2 separate regions of the Xenopus laevis genome follow, and region 1 is linked to region 2. The links are chromatin contacts, called in public Hi-C maps. All regions are on one chromosome and are shown on one strand. Each heading gives the region's core, a stretch centred on a gene start, on an enhancer-like site or on the middle of the called end of the contact. The rest is flanking DNA. Distances are from core to core; before and after follow the strand shown. Region 1 holds the start of pam16.L (presequence translocase associated motor 16 L homeolog). Region 2 overlaps tfap4.L (transcription factor AP-4).

Evidence for each region. A called contact is a pair of places that touch in the nucleus more often than the background predicts.
Region 1: a Hi-C map of the XTC cell line shows a contact between it and region 2, with 4 times the contacts expected there. The contact joins the promoter of pam16.L here to the enhancer-like site in region 2. A contact is called at or near these places in 2 of 4 Hi-C or Micro-C datasets (the XL177 cell line and the XTC cell line).

What each region holds. Positions count from the first base shown.
Region 1 is chr9_10L:116,956,695-116,960,584 of Xenopus_laevis_v10.1, forward strand. It overlaps pam16.L (presequence translocase associated motor 16 L homeolog), which reads right to left and starts at 2,133. Exons shown (of 5, transcript NM_001091264.1): 1 at 2,126-2,133; 2 at 379-463. The coding sequence starts at 2,128.
Region 2 is chr9_10L:116,885,603-116,889,472 of Xenopus_laevis_v10.1, forward strand. It overlaps tfap4.L (transcription factor AP-4), which reads right to left. Exons shown (of 7, transcript XM_018236536.2): 2 at 693-858. Among protein-coding and RNA genes, the nearest start is that of tfap4.L, 6.3 kb to the right of the region's middle. Within about 2 kb of position 1,674, at least 2 of the 7 cell types and tissues checked have an H3K27ac peak or open chromatin away from gene starts, as enhancers often do.

The DNA.
Region 1 (3,890 bases), core at 883-3,382, 72 kb after region 2:
ATCGACAAAAAAACAAAACTTAAAATGTGAGAAAAGTCACATGCACAGGGGAAAACAGGGGTTTTATAAGGAAACTGGGGCAAAGTGCTGTCATGAAATGCTACTACTGAAATGCATTAGAGCATGAAGTCCAGTCTGGAAAACATAATACTGGGGTACATAAAACTGGGGTTTGACTGCATTACAATAAAACAGCCCTCAAGGATAAATGCAATATGCAGGTATAGGACCTATTATCCAGAATGCTTGGGACCTGGAGTTTTCCAGATAAGGGCAATTTAAAACTTAAAATTGACTTTATGGAAGCTAATCATACCGTGAATTCAGAGCTGATGGGTCTGTAAATAAGGGATCCTATGCCTACACATGTGTTCTTACCAGCAAACTCCTGGCGTAGGGCACGTGTGAATGCCCGGCCCACCACTTGCATGCCCATCACCACGATCTGCGCCAAGTACTTGGCCTGTAGAGAAAATAACGAAGGGCACAGGGTGTAAATGAAAAGATTTAAAAGATAAAGAAAAACAAATTCACTGGAACTGGCAATAGGTTACATGTCCCCCCCCCCCAATAAACGACATTGGCCAGCCCTGGGAATAAAAGTAGTGCTACAGTGCCGCCATCGTCAATTGGTCTTCATTGTTTATTTTTTTTAGTTATTTTCCTTTTTTTTCTGACTCATTGCAGGTTTCAAATGGGCGTCGCTGACCCATCCAAAAAACAAATGATCGGTAAGTCTACAAATGTGCTGTTATTGCTACTTGGCATTCCTCGTCTTTCTATTCAGCCCCTCTCCTATTCATATTCCAGTCTCTTTTTCAAATCAATTCATGGTTGCTAGGGTAATTTGGACCCTAGCAACCGGATTGCTATAATTGCAAACTGGAGAGCTGCTGAATAAAAAAACTATATAAATAACACAAATAATAAAAAATGAAAACCAATTGCAAACTGTCTCAGAATATCACTCTCTACATCCTACTAAAAGTTATCTCAAAGGTGAACAACCCCTTTGCTCATCGGGTGACCTTCTTCTGCTGACTCTGCCACCCCAGTGCTGGGCTAGATTGGGCTGATCCAATGGTACAAGTAGGAGCCAACAACCAGGTCACACGTGGGGCTGTCCCATGACAACAGACACTCCTTACCTGACAGGATTTTTTGTCTGATTACTATTACTAAACTGATACTGGTCAGTGACTTCATCATTTTGACCCCATAAAGGGAACAACTAGCTGCCAATCTGAATGGCTAGTTTATCTGTGAATAGGGCTGCCACCTTTTTTGGAAAAAAATACCGGCCTTCCTAAATATTTAGATTTCTTCTCTATTAATAACATTGGGTACAAGAATCATTTTTACAGGTCAGGTGGGTAAAATACTGGCCAGGTGGCAACCCTAGGCCTGAGAGAGAGATAAGAAAGCTCAGTGCTGGCAGAGTAAACAGAAACTATAAAATGGAAAATCTGAAGCTCTTACCACAGCCGAATCAAAATCATAAAAAATGGAATTAGACTAAAAAGGGGTAACTACCCAAGAATGTATCTCATTATAGGGGTCCAAAACCAAAATTGTCTCTGATCACTTTTCTTCTAAGTGTTTTTTTCTTTTTACTTCAAATATCAGGCTTATCATTTAGCAGCCAGTCCTGGATTGTAAGCTCTTGTGGGCAGGGCCCTCGTGCTTGTCCCATTGTTTGAAATGCCTCTCTTGTCTGTCTGTCTGTCTGTCATCCTCTACGTGGTCTTCCTAATATATACTGTACAGATCTACTGGGGAATATGCTGGTGCTTTAGAAACTATAGTAATAATCAAAAATAAATAAATAAACACAAAATCCTTGTGCTTCTTCTAGGCAGGTTTTAATGAGAAAATAAAAATCCAGGGACAGTGTCAAACCGAAGGACAATGGCAGTTATATAGTCACACAGGCAACCAGGGTAGTCATGGGACAAAGTGGCATTAGTAGAAGAGACTGGCCAGACTGGCACAATAATACCCACACAAAGTGCCACATGACATTGGAGCTGTCCCCACGTGACCCTACATCTGGACATGTCACCTGTCCTAACACGCGCTTTGACAGATCAATATCTAATGCCCCTGTTTCTTACGTCTCACTTACCATCGTGATTCGGCGGCCAGCGCTGAAAAATTCAAGGTTATCCTTGTGGGGTCAGAGGGAATAGTGCAACCGGAAGACGCTAGGCGGCCATGTTGGTCCTCCCTTTGGTCCACCTAGGTAACCATGACAGCTCCTTCGTGGTCGTGACAGACGTCTGTCGAATAACGTCGCGTTCAAGGTTTAACCGGATGTGCAGCAGCGCCATCTTTGTACTGCCAGAATCTAATGTTACTGTATGAGAGTCGAGTATGGGCAGTTCTGCCATGTTAGCGCTACAATAATAGTTCCGTCAGGGAGGTGCAGTGGACGGTTTCGTGGTCTCTGTTCATGTTTAAAGCAACAGTAACAGCAAAAAATAAATGTGTTGTAGACATTCAAATATAATTTACTGTGGGACTAGTCAAAGTTAAGTTTGCTTTAGAAACACTATTGTCGTTTATATAAACAAGCTGCTGTGTAGCCATGGGGCAGCCATTCAAAGCTTATAAAGAAAAGGCACAGGATACACAGTAGATAACAGATAAGCTCTGTAGTATACAATGGGATTCTTCAGAACTTATCTGTTATTTACTGTGTATCCTGTGTATCCTTTATACTTGCAGTTTTTTCTTATTAATAACATTGGAATCAAGCATAATTTTTACCAGCCATTTTGCTTGAATGGTTGCCCCCATGACTACACAGCAGCTATAGAATATATATATATCTCTCTCTCTCTCTCTCTCACCGGCACTCACCGCAGATCTGTCAAATCCCTGCTGCTCCTCACTGTAAACATGTATCAGGGAACATCAGGAACACTCATGGATGCAATACAAAGTGAATTTTATTGAAGTTTCACAAACTCCCCCACACCATTTTCTTTCACTGTAGGGTAACACTGCATTATATTTTAATTACTTTAATACACTTTCATTTGTTGGTGTTACTGTTCCTTTAACTGAAACAATCAGATTAATTGGAAATATTACCATATTAAAACTTTTGTGGAGTAGTTTCTTTCTTATACCACGCAGTAGTTTAATTAAAAGGGTAGTTCTCCTTTACATTAACTGAGTATGTTACAGAATGTCCTAGGGGCAGATTTATCAAGGGTCGAAGTGAATTTGAAGGAATTTTCGAAGTAAAAAAAAATCAAAATTAGACGATCGAATAGGATACTACAACTTTGAATTTACTTCGACTTCGATTCAGTGTAAAAATCGTTCGACTATTCGATAATCGAAGTACTGTCTCTTTAAAAAAACTTCGACTTCAATACTTCGCCAACTTAAACCTGCCGAAGTGCTATGTTAGCCTATGGGGACCTACCAGAGCATATTTTTAAGTTTTTGGGTTTCGAAGGAAAATCGTACGATCGTACGATCAAATCATTAGAATCATATGATTCGAAGTAAGATCGTACTACGATGAATAAAATCCTCCGACTTCAAATGTCGGAGGATTCTATTAGAAGGTCGAATTTCGAAGTATTTTCCACTTCGAAATTCGACCCTTGATAAATCTGCCCCCTAGTCTTGTTTTTTTTTCTGTAACATTTTATTGGGTTTTGTCTTTTTTTGTTGATATCTCCAGCGCAATAATCACTTTGGTATATGATTAGGGTTGCCACCTTTTCTAGAAAAATATACCGGCCTTCCTATATATTTATCTTTTTTCCCAACTAATAACATTGGGATCAAACATCATTTTTACCAGCCATGCTGGTAAAATACCAGCCAGGTGTAGGGTTGCCACACCTGCCAGGGCCAGGGCTACAAATTTA
Region 2 (3,870 bases), core at 424-2,923:
AGGGCAGTCCAACCTATAGCTCTACAACTCCAAGCACCTTGTCCACCCAATACTATACCTGCTATCCCACAGTCACACTCCCTTCCCAGAGACTATTATCCCACTGTTACTATAGGCACCATCTCTCCCTACTATACCTGCTATCCCACAGTCACACTCCCTTCCCAGAGACTATTATCCCACTGTTACTATAGGCACCATCTCTCCCTACTACACCTGCTATCCCACAGTCACGCTCCCTTCCCAGAGACTATTATCCACTGTTACTATAGGCACCATCTCTCCCTACTATACCTGCTATCCCACAGTCACACTCCCTTCCCAGAGACTATTATCCACTGTTACTATAGACACCATCTCTCCCTACTATACCTGCTATCCCACAGTCACACTCCCTTCCCAGAGACTATTATCCACTGTTACTATAGGCACCATCTCTCACTACTATACCTGCTATCCCACAGTCACACTCCCTTCCCAGAGACTATTATCCACTGTTACTATAGGCACCATCTCTCCCTACTACACCTGCTATCACACAGCCATTTGTAGAGACTATTATCTCACCTGTAGCAGCCACCACCTCCCCAACCATACCTAGGGACAAGGGGAGTTTCTGCTTTGGATCTCCTATTAGCACCTTTGACACACAGATGACAATTATCTTCTTTTGGGCAGCTTTCTCTACTCACCTTGCTCAGTTTTTCCCCATCAGTGTGTGGGATAAGAGTTTTCAGCGACTGGAAGCCAGCATTGATACTTTGCATCCGGCGTCGCTCATTGCTATTGGCAATCTCTCGCCGAATCCGCCGCTCTTGATCTCGTTGTGTTTCTGGGGTTAAAGGAATGTTGGCAAGGCTGTGAAAGAAAGGTCATATTGTTAAAAGCAGTCAAAAGGCAGATAAAAGTGAGGTATAATAGTGTATATCCAGTATTAGCCTATATACTATATAGCTCATAGAATAAACCCAAATAATCTAGTTTAGATGCAACGGAGTCAGTCCTACAACACTGATGTGTGACAGCTCAGGGTATTGCTTGGCTGATATATGCTTAAAGGAATAAATTCAAAAATGTTTTTTTTTTTTTTTAAAGTATTAAAAATATAATGCAGTGTTGCCCTGCACTGGTAAAGCTGGTGTGTTTGCTTCAGAAACACTAAACAAGCTGATGTGTAGCAATGGGGCAGCCATTCAAAGGAGAAAAGGCTCAGGTTACACAGCAGATAAGCTCTGTAGAACATAATGGTGTTATCTGTTATCCACTATTTAACCTGTGCCATATAGTTGTTGTTTTTTCCAATTTCCGCCATTGCTACACAGCAGCTTGTTTATATGAACTATAGTAGTGTTTCTGAAGCAAACATCAGTTTTACCAGTGCAGGGCAACACTGCATTATATTTTCATTACATAAAACCGCTTTCATTTTTTGGTGTTACTGTTCCTTTAACCACCAACATGTTTTCTACATATACATATTTTCAGTGCAGTCTAGGCCTGATGAAGTTAGAAGTCGGGGCAGTTCACTTGCAGCCTGTGCACGGTGTGACCCATTAAAAGACCTCCTTGTGTGGCCCCTCTTGGAAGGCAATGGAAGCCGGATCTGAGGACTATCCCACCCCCCTTTCCCCCTCAAACTCCCCTCAGGGTTTTGTAATCACTTCCAGATGACAATACAGGGGGAGTAAGAAACGCAGCTGAACCCCTGGGGGTGGATAAGGGAGGTGTCTTGAAGGGGAACTCTTGTTTCCTGCCCCCCCCCCGCCACATCTTTTCCCTTCTTGATAACTAGGATTAGTCATAGAGTGGGATTAACGAGAGGACAGCTAAGGGTAATAAGACACCTGAGAGAGCAAATAGGATAAAAGAGAACAATAAAACCCAGGAGGAACACTCCATTATTCACAAATTCTTTCGCAAGTCATCCGGTCTCCCCAACTGTGAATTTGGTGTTACTACACTAACCTGACATGGGCAGGACACATCTGTACTGTACCAAGCGGCCAGAGAAATCAAGGGCAGATGCAATAGTGGCAGCAATAAAGCCTGACCGTACAAGCTCACGAGTTAGTTGTGGGGTGAGCTAACTAGTCATTGCCCTGCAACAAACAGGAAATCATGGGCCTATTTCACTCACTGCCAAAAAGTGCCACTGCAGTACCAGCTGAAATACACTCCCCAGGTGCCATAGCCAGTTCAATGCTTAGCCGCTTTAAAAAGAGGTGGTTCAGCTTTAACACTTATGTTATGGAATGGCTAATTCTAAGCAACTTTTAATTTGGTCTTCATTTTTTCTATTACGTTTTTTTTTAATTATTTACCTTCTTCTGAAGGTTTTAAATGAAGGGGCCACTGACCCTATCTAAAACAAATGCTCTGTAAGGGTACAAATATATTTATAGCTACTTTTTATTACTCATCTATTCAGGCCCTCTCCTTTTCATATTCCAGTCTCTTGTTCAAATCCGCGCATGGTTGCTAGGGTAATTTGGGCCCTAGGAACCGGATTGCTGGAAATTGCAAAGTGGAGAGCTGCTGAATAAAAAGCTTAATAACTCCAAAAAAATGAAAACCAATTGCAAATTGTCTCAGAATATCACTCTCATCATACTAACAGTTCATTTAAGGTGACCAACCCTTTAAATTAACTATCCACCGCAAGGAAGCCAGTGGGTGGATAGATGGAGGAGCAGCTAAGAAGAAAAAAAAAAAAAAAAAAAAAAAAAGACACCACTGATGGCAGATAATGTGAGCTGACGGCATTACTTGTGTGTGCTGAGACCTTCCACAGGTTTTTTTTTGCCTGGTGCACGTTACACCTATGGGCATGGTCTGGTATTCAGGCCCTCTACTATTCATATTTCTAATGGAAATCACTGCATTGTTGCTAGGATAATCTGAACCCTAGCAACCAGACTGCTGAAATAGCAAACTGGAGAACTGCTGAATAAAAAGCTAAAAAAAAAAAAAAAAAGGAAATCCAATTGCAAATTTTATCAGAATATTACACATCATACTAAAAGTGCATTTAAAAGTGAACAAACCCATTTAAATTCCTTCTATAATTTGACAGAGAGCAGATCAACAAATATTTACAATGACATTTAGGGGTAGCACACCTCTGTTTAGCATTGCAACTTGAGCAAGAAAATCTGCGGCTGCATCTACACGTGGACATTAAAATGTTATTTTTAGCCAAAACAAACAGTATGATTAGCAGTTAACCTTTTAGTTAAAAAGCATGTGACATTGATAGTGTTATAAGCACAAGCAACTCTTGCAGCAAAACAGCTGGCTGCAACTCTTGCATCTGAACCAGAAAAGTTCTACAAGCCAGTACACGTCTTATAACCAGGTGCTGCCTGTGTATCCTGCTTCTATTTTGTCTCCAAAATTTTCTTTGAAAAAAAAATCCCATCTTAGATGAAGTGGAATTCCAGGTATGAATACAGGTGCAATCTACTGCATCCTTCCTCAGACACATCTATGCATGGTTGTGATAGGGATTTAGATCTACTGGGGCAGGGACTGATGTCTGTAGGGCTAGTCCACACGAGGAGATTCAGGGAGATTGTCGCCTGGCGACTAATCGCCTCGTCTTTTGAGCGACTATCTCCCTGATCTGCCTCAGCGTTTTCCCCCATAGGCTACAATGAAAAGTCGCCTGCGCTAATGCACACGCGGCGATGCGTTTTCTATAGTCTGAAATTGCCTCACTGAGGCAACTATTAAAAACGCATCGCTGCGTGTGCATTAGCGCAGGCGACTTTTCATTGTAGCCTATGGGGAAAAACGCTGAGGCAGTTCAGGGAGATAGTCGCTCAAAAGACGAGGCGATTAGTCGCCAGGCGACAAAATCTCCCCGAGTCT